Regions from separate parts of the Ovis aries genome. Here region 2 is linked to region 1. The links are chromatin contacts, called in public Hi-C maps. All regions are on one chromosome and are shown on one strand. The core of a region is the stretch at or near the end of the contact, and the rest is flanking DNA. Distances in the headings are between cores, read along the strand shown. Region 1 has its middle 79 kb from the start of CCDC167. Region 2 holds the start of MDGA1 (MAM domain containing glycosylphosphatidylinositol anchor 1).

Region 1 (5,004 bases), core at 900-3,399:
TGATAATACCTTCTTGGCTCCTTCTGACCTTGGCCCTTGCTGGACAGTCTCTCCTGGACAGTTGCCTCTACTCTCCCTCAAGATTTCAGCCACCAAAAACATTGCTGCTTCAGCCTTCATCCACGGGGCTTAGGCCAGAGTGTCCAACTACCCCCAGATAGTCGGTCTAGGCCTTCTCAGGCACCTCCAACTCAATTGCTCCAAACTGGACCTCTTCCCCTAAGTCTGCCTTTCCTCCCACCTGATCCCTTGGCGAGGGGCCAGACTGTACCCCCAACATCCAGGCCAGATACCCAGGAATCAGCCTTGACTTCGATTTTGCTTGCTCTGTCTTCATTCTCTTAGGTCCTGATAGCTTTGAGCACCGGAATATTTTTGACCCTCCCTTTCCCCCAACCCAGTCCTTATTAGCCTGACGAGGCTCCCCACTGTTGCCCTGGACTGCAGTAGCCGCCTAACTGGCCTCTCAGTCTGTCCATACCCCCTGCCTCCAATCCATCCCGTATTACAAATCTAAAGTTGTTACATCCTTTTGCTCCAAACCTTTCAGTGGTTCCCTACCGCGAGCTTCTTAGATAGAGAACAAGACCTCTGTGATCTGAGCCCTGCCTCTTTCTCCTGAAATCTCTCTGCTCCTGCTGAAACTTCACCCCAGGAATACAGAGCTGCTTCCCCCACCCTCCATGCCTCTCTGCCTTTGCTATGTTGTTCCCTTCTGGCTGGAATTCCTTCTCTGCCCACCCCACCCACCCACCCACCCCCAACTCTGGCCTGGACAACCCCCACTGCTTGTTTTTGATTTTAAAGTCTTTATTTAATTTATTATAATATTGCTTCTATTTTGTTTTGTGGTTTTGGCTGCAAGATATATGGGGTCTTAGCTCTGACCCTGGATCGAACCCACACCCCCTGTATTGGAAGGCGGAAGTCTTAACCACTGGACCATCAGGGAAGTCCCCACCACTGCTTGTTAAAGATGGTTTTGGTGTCACCTTTGGTAGAGGCAAAGTAGCCAGATTTAAAAAAAAAAAAAAATCTCAGTGGCAACGAACTGGAGGGGGTGTATGAAGCAGAGATGGGCACTTGGCCATTGGTTGACAGGGGCGGGGGCGGGGAGCCAGCGCATGAAAAATACCCCACATTTTGACCGCTTTCTCTGCACTCTTCCTTCCCTGATGCTTTCTGTAACTTTCCAGGACTGAGATTTCCCCAGGTTTGATGGTGGCTAAAGCCTTGCAGCTTCCAGGCTGTAGCACACTGAGCTCATCACTTAACCTCTCTGTGCCTCCGGGGTTGGCCGCTCTTCAGAACCTTCTCCATGGCTCTCTGTTTCCAGGGGCCCTGGGGTCGGGTAATACGCAGTTGCTGAAAAGAACTGTGAAGATTTGACTTGGAAGCAGCGGAGTTTCTCTCCTCTGGAGGGCTTGAGGCTGTGCTTAGGGCTTCCAGTGGACACAATGAGCCAGAGGTTTAGGCAAGAGATCTTTTGTTCCAGTGGCGACAGCTCCACCTCCAGGAACCCAACCCTCCAAGAGGCCACTGCTACGGGCCGCAGCTCCTCCTATCTCCTCTGCAGTTTTCTACCATCAAAGCTGCGGGCAGATCTGAGCTGGGGGCTGAGGAAGGGCCTTCCACAGCGGTCCGTCCTAGATCCGTTTACTCTGAATCTGGAGGCGGGGCGCGGGGGGCGGGGCCAGAGAGGGGCTGCCGACTCTGGTTGTGACAGGCCCCCACCTCAGCTAGGTTTCATCCCCGCTTTAGCTGATAGAGGGTCTTATCTGCTCCAGCGACCCCCAAGCCTCCAGCGCCGTTCTCCGAGGAGTTTGTCTTGGCCTTTCCAGAACAATAGCTGTCTCTCTCGGCTGGTTCCAGAGAAGAGCTGGGGTCAGGAAGACCCTGAGCACTAGGGGGAGGGAAACGATTTAAAACAGGGAAGAGGGGCAAAGCTGAGGGAGAGACGGGAAAGGCACAAACTGACTTGGGCAGCTCCGGAAGGCAGAGCCTCTGGCCTTCAAAGACTTGCTTCGATTCTGGGGAAATCAGCCCAGCAAGAAGCCTTTCTCTTGCCCTGCCTTGGGGAGCAGTTTTCAACCAGGGACATTATTTATGAAGGCAAGGAGAGGGAGGAGTTGGGGACGGGTCACGTGGGTCCAGCCGTCATGGAAACAGACTCCAGGGTGCTGGACCCTCGGCCGCTTGCAGCCCCGCCCTGCCCCGCCCCTTCGTGCGAGCACCCCGGCCGTGGGCGCCCCCGTGCGGCCAGCAGCGGCTCAGCACCTCGCGCGGGGTTCTGCTCCAGGGGTCTGGGAGCCCAGCCCCCGCAGCTGAGCGAGGCCAAGGGGAACAGAGATGAGTGTCCTGACCTATCGGCCTGCCCATCTCTCATCTCCTGGCACATCCATCACTTGTCCATGTGTGCAGGGTCCTTCAGCTCGCTCCCTGTATCCTGTGACCCACCTTGGTTACCTGGGCGACAGCAGCATCTGGGTGTCCATCCTGAGCCCATTGTCTTTTTCTTGTCCCTTCTTTTCAGGAAGCCATTCTTCAGGATATCCCTCTGCTTTGTCTCACTAGGCACCGATCCTGCCTCTCATTTCCCTGCCCATCTAGAATCAAGGCATCTATCGTGGCTCCTGGATGAGTCCTTCCAACTGCCCTGTGTTGTCTCCGAAACTGTCTCTCTCCATCAATCTATACATATCTACACATCTATTACTCGGGCGGCCGCCTATACATCATGTGGGCCCATTATCCATCATTTATCTGCATATGTATCATTCATGCTTCCAGCCATCTATTATCCAGCGCCTCTCTTGCCACCTCTTTGATGTGGTGTGTTCTACCATCAGGGGTTAAGGTTGTCAGAACTGTTTCCCCCAAACCCCAGAGAACAAAGGGACGTGGAGGGAACAGAGAGGCCACACTAGGGGGCAGTTAAGAGAGCCCAAGGGGCTCGGAGCTTAGAGGAGAGTGGAAAGACGTGGAGCTGCACCAGCTGAGGCCGATCTACTGGGAATCCCATTCATTGTCTCACTGTCCCTCTCTCCTACCTCTCCCAAAGGATGGAGGGGTCACAGGTTTGATTTGCAGCAGGAGGGCCCTAGGCTACAGACACAGTTGCCCTTGCTGCTGAAAGGGAGAAGCTTTCTGGAGGAAAGGCAGAATAGAGATTGTCCGGACATGGCTAGTCACAGGGTCGGGTGCAGAGGAAGCTGCGACTGGGGCCAAGAGAGCCCTAGGCTAGATACACCTCCGCCTCCACCTCCATGTGGCACACACTACTGGGGCACAGGATTTTGCAGGAGGGGCTGATTTCCTTTGGCTGAGGAATACTTACCTAATCACAGGTGCACACATCCTTGCGGGCCAGTGTCTCACGTTGGTTTTATAAGCATCACTCCTCATGTTGTGGGGAATACTGCGTCTTTTCCCCTGAGCATGGTTAGCTGGAGGAACTGGTAAGACTGCAGCTCCTCTGCACCTCTGGTTTTCACACCTCCTGTTTCCTCCAGCATGCCTTGCCTCCCTGTGCCCCTCTCACGCACACACAGAAGCTGCAAAGGGAAGTGGGAGGGCCCTGTGGACACCCTGGGCGGAGCTCCGTCTCATCCATTTCTGTGGCTTCAGCTCTAAGCTCAGTCCTGGCAGGAAACTCAGGCAAGGCCAGCTGTAGGACTGAGGCCTCTCCCAGAGTTTTCCAGCAGGCATCTGGCTCTCATGGCGTCTCCCCAGGCCCTACACCTCCTGCGGTGCTCGGGGTCACCTCGTGAGTGAAGGAGGGGTAACACTGTCACCTCCATCATCTTCCTCGGGGTTCTTGGTAGGGCAATACCCCATGTTTTCAGGGCAGGCTGGTGGGAGGGCCAGACATTCAGAGAATGGTTTATCAGACCACCAACTTCATTTTATTTTATTTGGCCACTCCATATGGCCTGTGGGATCTTAATTCCCTGACCAGGGATCCAACTTGAGTTTCCTACACTGAAATCTCTGAGTCTTAACCACTAGACCGCCGGGGAAAGCCCTCAGCCCCCCAACTTCAATCAAGGATGGGAATGTACCTGTTCTCTTTTGCCCAACTGGAAACCGAACACCCCAACTCCCTAAGTCACTGTAGTTTATGAGGTTATTTGCATCCAAATTTTCCAGAAGTTGGAGGGCCTGAGGGTGAGAGACATACGGGATGGCCTTGTGTGGGCCTCCCTCCTCATAGCTCCAAGGGTTAAAAAGCACTTAGCAGCAGCACATAATAAAAGCAAATGTAAGAGAAGGAATATCCTAAGGATTTAATAAACTGCAAACAAAATTATCACGATTCTTTTCCTAGCCAGTTGAGTTTTCAGTGATTAAGAAAATACAATTTCCTGTAATTAAATCTTAACAAGAAATGTTATTAAAAACACTCTGTCCCAGCTCCCATAATAATTGCATGCTCTCCTAGAACAGTAAACAGAATTAGACTTTTCAGCGTACATGCTAATCCATGTGTCATTTTGATCAAATTTGTACTAATAACCTATCTTCTTATTCGGAGACAGGGAAAGAAAGCAAGAAAGAGCCAGGCCCAGGGGGAAAGAGTAGACCCCGGCTGGAGAGTGGGAAGCCAGGAGTGCTAGGGTTGGGGTCCCATGATAACCGTTGAATTTGTTGAGCACATACTAATGCTATGCTCTGTGCTAAGCATGTTACAGGTATAATTTCACTCACTCCTCACACGCCCTGGAACCATAGTTGTCGTCACTTACAGACAAGAAGCTGGAGAAGGACATGGCAACCTAATCCAGTATTCTTGCCTGGGAAATTCCATGGACAGAGGAGCCTGGTGGGCTACAGTCCATAGGGTTGCAGGAGAGTCAGACACAACTTAGCAACTAAATAACAACACAGTCAAAGAGACTGATGCTCAGGGAGGTTTAGTAACTCACCCAAGGTCACTCACAGCTGGGTTAGAACCCTCAGAGCCCAGACCCAAAGCCCTTTTGTGTAACTCGGCTCTGGAGTGTG
Region 2 (5,004 bases), core at 1,087-3,586, 140 kb after region 1:
TAAGGCAATGGCTAAATCCTGGCCCCAGAGTCCTATGAGTGAGGGTCCACAGAGACCACCGCCCCTCCCCTTGCCCTCGTGGCTGGGGTTTCCAGGCTAGGCTCATGAGAGCCTCTTCGAGATGGGTCTCATGCAGCCCTGGAGAAGGATCAAGAAGCTAGAAGGGATGTAGGAGACGGATGGCCAGGAGATGAGCCTGCCAGATCTGCCCAAGGGCATGGAGAGGGAAGAGCAGCAGAGGCAGCAGCAGAGGCAGAGGGCTCCCCATCGCTCTCCAGAGCCCCTGGGTGTGGTGAGAAGGCAGAGGCCTTGGCTGGTCCCTCCTGAGGTCACCTCTTAAGGAGGCAGTGAAGCTGTAGGGAAATCTCGAGGAGAAAAAAAGAAACAGGACCTGCTCAGTACACCGGGATATCTTCCCCTGCCCCCGGGAGGCCGAGTCCTCTGGAACCCGCTCAGTGGGCTCCTCTCCACAGCCCAGCCTCTCTCAGTCCCTGCTGCATTCCTCTCCCTTCTTTCCCTTTCTGGCCTATGTAAAGGGCCAGGCAGTAAGAGACACAAACTAATTAAGAAGCAGAGTTTGGCCAGATGCCTGAGCTAGCCTCCCGGGGGAATTAAACCCAAGCTAGCTAGCTGTGTAGGGCCAGGAAGATGTCATCTCACAGATACCACCCCCCCCCCGCCCCAGGACACCCCTCCCTCTTGCCAGGCATCCCCAGAAAGAGGCTTTTAGCATCTGCACTTGAGGATGGCAACTGAGGGGACAATACCTCAGCTCCCACCCCCTCCCCAGAACAGCTCAAACCCTCTCCTGATTTAGAGGTGAATACTCAGGTCGTCCACCCTAAGGAAAGAGAATCGCCCCCACTCCAGCTACACCACATTAAAAAACTGACCCACACAGACCACCCTGCAGTCAAGAGAAGGCACGGCAAGGGCCACCGGGCCCCAGAGACTTTTTGTGCTGTGGGTCAGGGCATTACCGGCTGCTAGAACTCAGACGGGGGGTTCCTGGGAGGGATGAGCCCTTGTGACCCTGAATGGATGATGCCGGCTCGCAGGATCTTTCCCCCAAAAAACCCATGAGAGAGAAGGAAGAAGGGGGTAGCCAAAGTTCCCTTGGCGCCTGAGAGCCAGGCGTGCGGACGCGGGAGGAAAGCTGCGTGGGCAGGAGGCAGAGTTTGGACACGTCACCTGACGGGCGCGTGCCGTGTTTGCTTTCCCGGGGACCGTGGCTGAATGTCTGTGTGCGCGCAGGGAGAAGGAAGGTGGAGCTGGGGTTTTGTAGCTGAGAACCGGGGACAGGAAGAACTAACCGGCTCAGGAGAGGTCCGAGAAGGGATCCTGGCGTCGTGGGAGCCGGATCTAGGGGATGCCTGCAGCCGCTTGGGCTGTCAAGAAGCGAAGCCCAGCGAGAGAGCTGGGAAGGCGAGCCCGCCGCTGGGCCGCGGAGCTGGCAGCCAGCTCACCCGCCAGCCGCGCGCAACTCCAGATCGTGCAGCGCTTGGCTTCCACTCCAGAGGCCGAGTTAGGGTGGGACAAGATTTCGGTGCAAGTCGCTTTCTCAGTCCCCAGTGTGCGGTCTGTCAGGGTCTCCCGGGCCAACTGGATGCTCTCAAGGCTTCCGATTCATTCCCGCCCCAGGCAAGGTTTGGGAAAGTGGATACTACCTCCCCCTGGCATCCCCGGCTTAACGCCAGACCCTACGACCTGCTTCCGTGCGCTGAAGCAGCTAGCTCTATTTCCTCGCGCTCTGGAAAAGGGCGGGGACCCGGGCATCCACTCCAGAGTCCGAGCCAGGGTACCCATCAAACCCGCGCAGCGCGCACTTCGCGCCTCTTGCAAAGTTTCCGCGCGGGGCTGAGCGGGCTTACAGCGGGACGCGGGCTCTTACCGTAGACTCCTTGTCCCCGGCAGTGGAAGGGGAGCAGCGCCAGAAGTAGAAGGCAGGTCACCTCCATCTTCACGGCCCGTGCTTCATCCCCGCGAGGCGGCGCAGCCCGAGAGGCAGTGGGGGGCGCATCCGCCGGGGCCCCTCGGTGCCCCTTGCGTCTTCCCCTTCTCCGAGAGGCGACGGTGGGGGCGGCGGCGGCGATCAGGAGACTGAGGAGGCGGCGGCGGCGGCGGCGGCGGCAGCGATCCGGGTTTCTCCTCCGGCGGGGCCGCTGCCCGCGTGGGGACGCAGGGGGCGCTGGCCTGGCCCCGGGTGCCTCGGCGCGCCCGGCGCCGCAGCCAGCGCCCCGGCCCAAAGAGCCCGGCCGCCGAGCCTCTCCGGGTCCCCAGGGCTGTCTGCTCGGGGTTCTGGGTTCCAGGGACCCCTCCGCGGAGGCGGAGGCTTTTGGATCCAACAGGCCACCGACGACTGGCAAACTTGCCGTTTCCCCGCCCAGGGGACGCCCCTCCGTGGAGCGGGGGCGGGGAGGCCCGGGCTCGGCTCGCGTTAATCCGCCGTCTCCAGCTCTGCGGCCGGTGCTGGGGGCTCAATGGCCCGATCCAAGGGGGCCGGGCTAGGCGTCCTCTCGGAGGCGAAAAGCCCCGACTCTGGGCCTCCAGAGCAGGGGAGAAGCGCGGGCTGGGCTCCGCCGAGGGGCGAGAGCCACGGGTCCCCGGGTCCGCGAAGTTAGCCGAGCCGCGGAGGAACCCCGGGGAGGAATCGCGCCCCAGCGCCCCGCGGGAATCAGGAGAACAATTCCATCCAAGAGAGGCCCCAGAACGCGGGGAAAGAAGGAAAGTTTGAGTCGTTTGAAAAATATTCGCGCTCTCGCCGAGGCCGGGGCTGCGGCGCTGGAGCCGCTCGCCGCCTCCGCTCGCCGCGCTCCGCTCCCGCCGTCTGGTCGCGGCGGCGGCGCTCCCGGGCTCGGAGCTCTCTGGAGAGCGGGGCTGCGCCGCGCCCCAAGTTGGTGGTCCCCGCCCCCGCCCGGCGGCCTCTGCCGGCGGGGGCCCAAAGCAGGCGGGGCCGGGCCGAGCCGGGCTCCCGGGCGCGGCGGCCGCGGGGCTCCGGGCCGTGGGAGCTCTCGCCTAGCTCGGCAACTTGGGCTTCGCTGTGCTGCTTTCCCCCCCACCCCGAGCTTTTCATTCCGCGCCCCCCCCTCGCCTCCCCCGGCCTGCCCCCACCTCCTCCCTCCTCCCCCTCCCCTCCTCCCTCCTCCTCGCGGCTCCTCGTTCGGTCTCTCGCTCTCCCACCCTTTGTCGCTCGCTCTCCTGTTTGATTCCCCTCCAGTTAAAAAAAGGAGCCAATTAAAGGCAGCCCAGCTCTCCGGGCCCAGCCTCTGTCCAATTTCCTCGCCTCCCCCAGGACCAATTAGAGAAAACAAAACAGGGCTGGGGGAAGCTGACTGCCTTTCTGCCTCTCTCCCTCTCTCTCCCTCTCTCTCCCCCCACCCCTTTCTGCCCTTCCCCCCTTCTCTCCCTCTCTCCGCCCCCCATCCCCCCAGCAGGAAAATGTCAGAAAGCAGAAATGGATCCATCTATCCCGAGGACAGTGGCGAAGGGACGCGGGTTTCGGCGCGGGCTCTGCGGCGCGCTCGCGCTCGCTCTCCGCCTGCCCTCGCACACCCAGACCCACCGCTCGAGCCGGGTGCACGGACCCCAGTCCACTCGCCGGGCAAGCACGGCCGTTCGCCCCCGGGACTCTAACCTAGCCCGCGGGGCACGGCACACTTTGTAAAATGTTTTGCACTTTTGGGGGGCGGGACCGAAGCGGGGGTCGAAGGGGAAGAACCGGGGCGCCCGCGGCTCTCGGGGTCCTGCAGGCGCGCGAGCCGGTCGCCCGCTGTGTGGGTCTGCAGGGCTGTCTGCGTGGCCCTGGAGTCCCTCCGCCCCCGGCCGAGCCCCGCCTCTTTCCAGGCAGCCGCTGCCTCTCCCCGCGTCCGGCGCGGGGGCCGCCGCGGGAGCCGCTGGCTGAGCCCCGGGGCGAAGAGGGCGCGATCAGAGCTCCAGCCCTCGCCGCGCGCGGCCCACAGGTTGCCAACAGGTCTGTCCGCAGGACCCCGCAGCTGAAATTCCCCCAGGCTACCCCCGTTCTCCGCAGCTTGTCCTTCTCCCCGTCCTGCCTCCGCTCAGGACCTCAGGCGCCCCCAAGCGCCCCAGGCGCGCCCTCTCTTCCGGCAGCCTAGCCAGGGGCCGGCTCCCGCTACGTGGTCCCCGCGCTCCCGAACTCCACTACCTCAAACCCGCCCTCCGGGAGCAGGGGTGGGGAGAGCGCGCCTCCCAAACGCCGGCAGGAAGAGGCAAAGGCGAGCAAGCGAGGCGGGCGGCCTCCCCCGCACTCCGATCGCTTTCCCCTCCCCGGGTCTGGCTAATCTCACCTGCTCCACCTGTCGCCGTTATTTATCTCGGCGTGTGCGCAAGGATTGTGTTAGGGCAACCCGTGGGAGCGCGGAAAACCGCAACTAGCAAGAGGCGAGATTACAAACCTTTCCCCCCGCCCCCCCCCTACTCCCCGGACCTGTTTAATAATCGAGTTTAAAACGACTCGACGCATTTGTCAAAACTGAAAGAACATATAAAAGACTTAATTTTTCAGCATGTAAATTAAAACAAAATTTTGAAATAAAGGATAAGTCACCCCCTTTACCAGACCCATTTCCTGCTGGGTCCCTCCTCTCCTGCCTCTCACTGGAGTACCTGCCCCTGACTTCAGGGGTGTGACGGCAGGACTCAGGCCTCTGGGGAAATTCCAGGCAGCCTAGGAAGGGAGGGGCGGCTGTGCCCACCTCCGCGTTTCCTTCTGTCCATCTCAGGAAGTCTGAGACCATCGGAAGAATCTCTCCCCGCCCCCCCCCATTTTATTGAAATATAATTGATTTACAGTGTTGTGTTAATTTCTACTGGACAGCAAACTGATTCCGTTATACATATATTCTTTTTCATAATCTTTCATCAGAAGACTCTTATTCTGCACCCCACCTCCACTTGACTGAGTCTCCTTCGTCCTCTCCTTTTTTCCTCTCCTTGCTTTCCTGTGGGTCTATGGCTGAATAAGGGAAACCAGACCCACTTAGCACT

The links. A called contact is a pair of places that touch in the nucleus more often than the background predicts.
Region 2: a Hi-C map of hypothalamus shows a contact between it and region 1, with 5 times the contacts expected there. The contact joins the promoter of MDGA1 here to the enhancer-like site in region 1. A contact is called at or near these places in 3 of 16 Hi-C or Micro-C datasets (hypothalamus, liver and tail adipose tissue).

Annotation. Positions count from the first base shown.
Region 1 is chr20:11,513,127-11,518,130 of ARS-UI_Ramb_v3.0, forward strand. No RefSeq gene overlaps it. Among named protein-coding and RNA genes, the nearest start is that of CCDC167, 79 kb to the left of the region's middle. Within about 2 kb of position 2,150, at least 12 of the 54 cell types and tissues checked have an H3K27ac peak or open chromatin away from gene starts, as enhancers often do. A contact at or near this core is called in hypothalamus, where this site is marked.
Region 2 is chr20:11,648,620-11,653,623 of ARS-UI_Ramb_v3.0, forward strand. MDGA1 (MAM domain containing glycosylphosphatidylinositol anchor 1) reads right to left here and starts at 2,337. Exons shown (of 16, transcript XM_060403599.1): 1 at 1,892-2,337. The coding sequence starts at 1,958.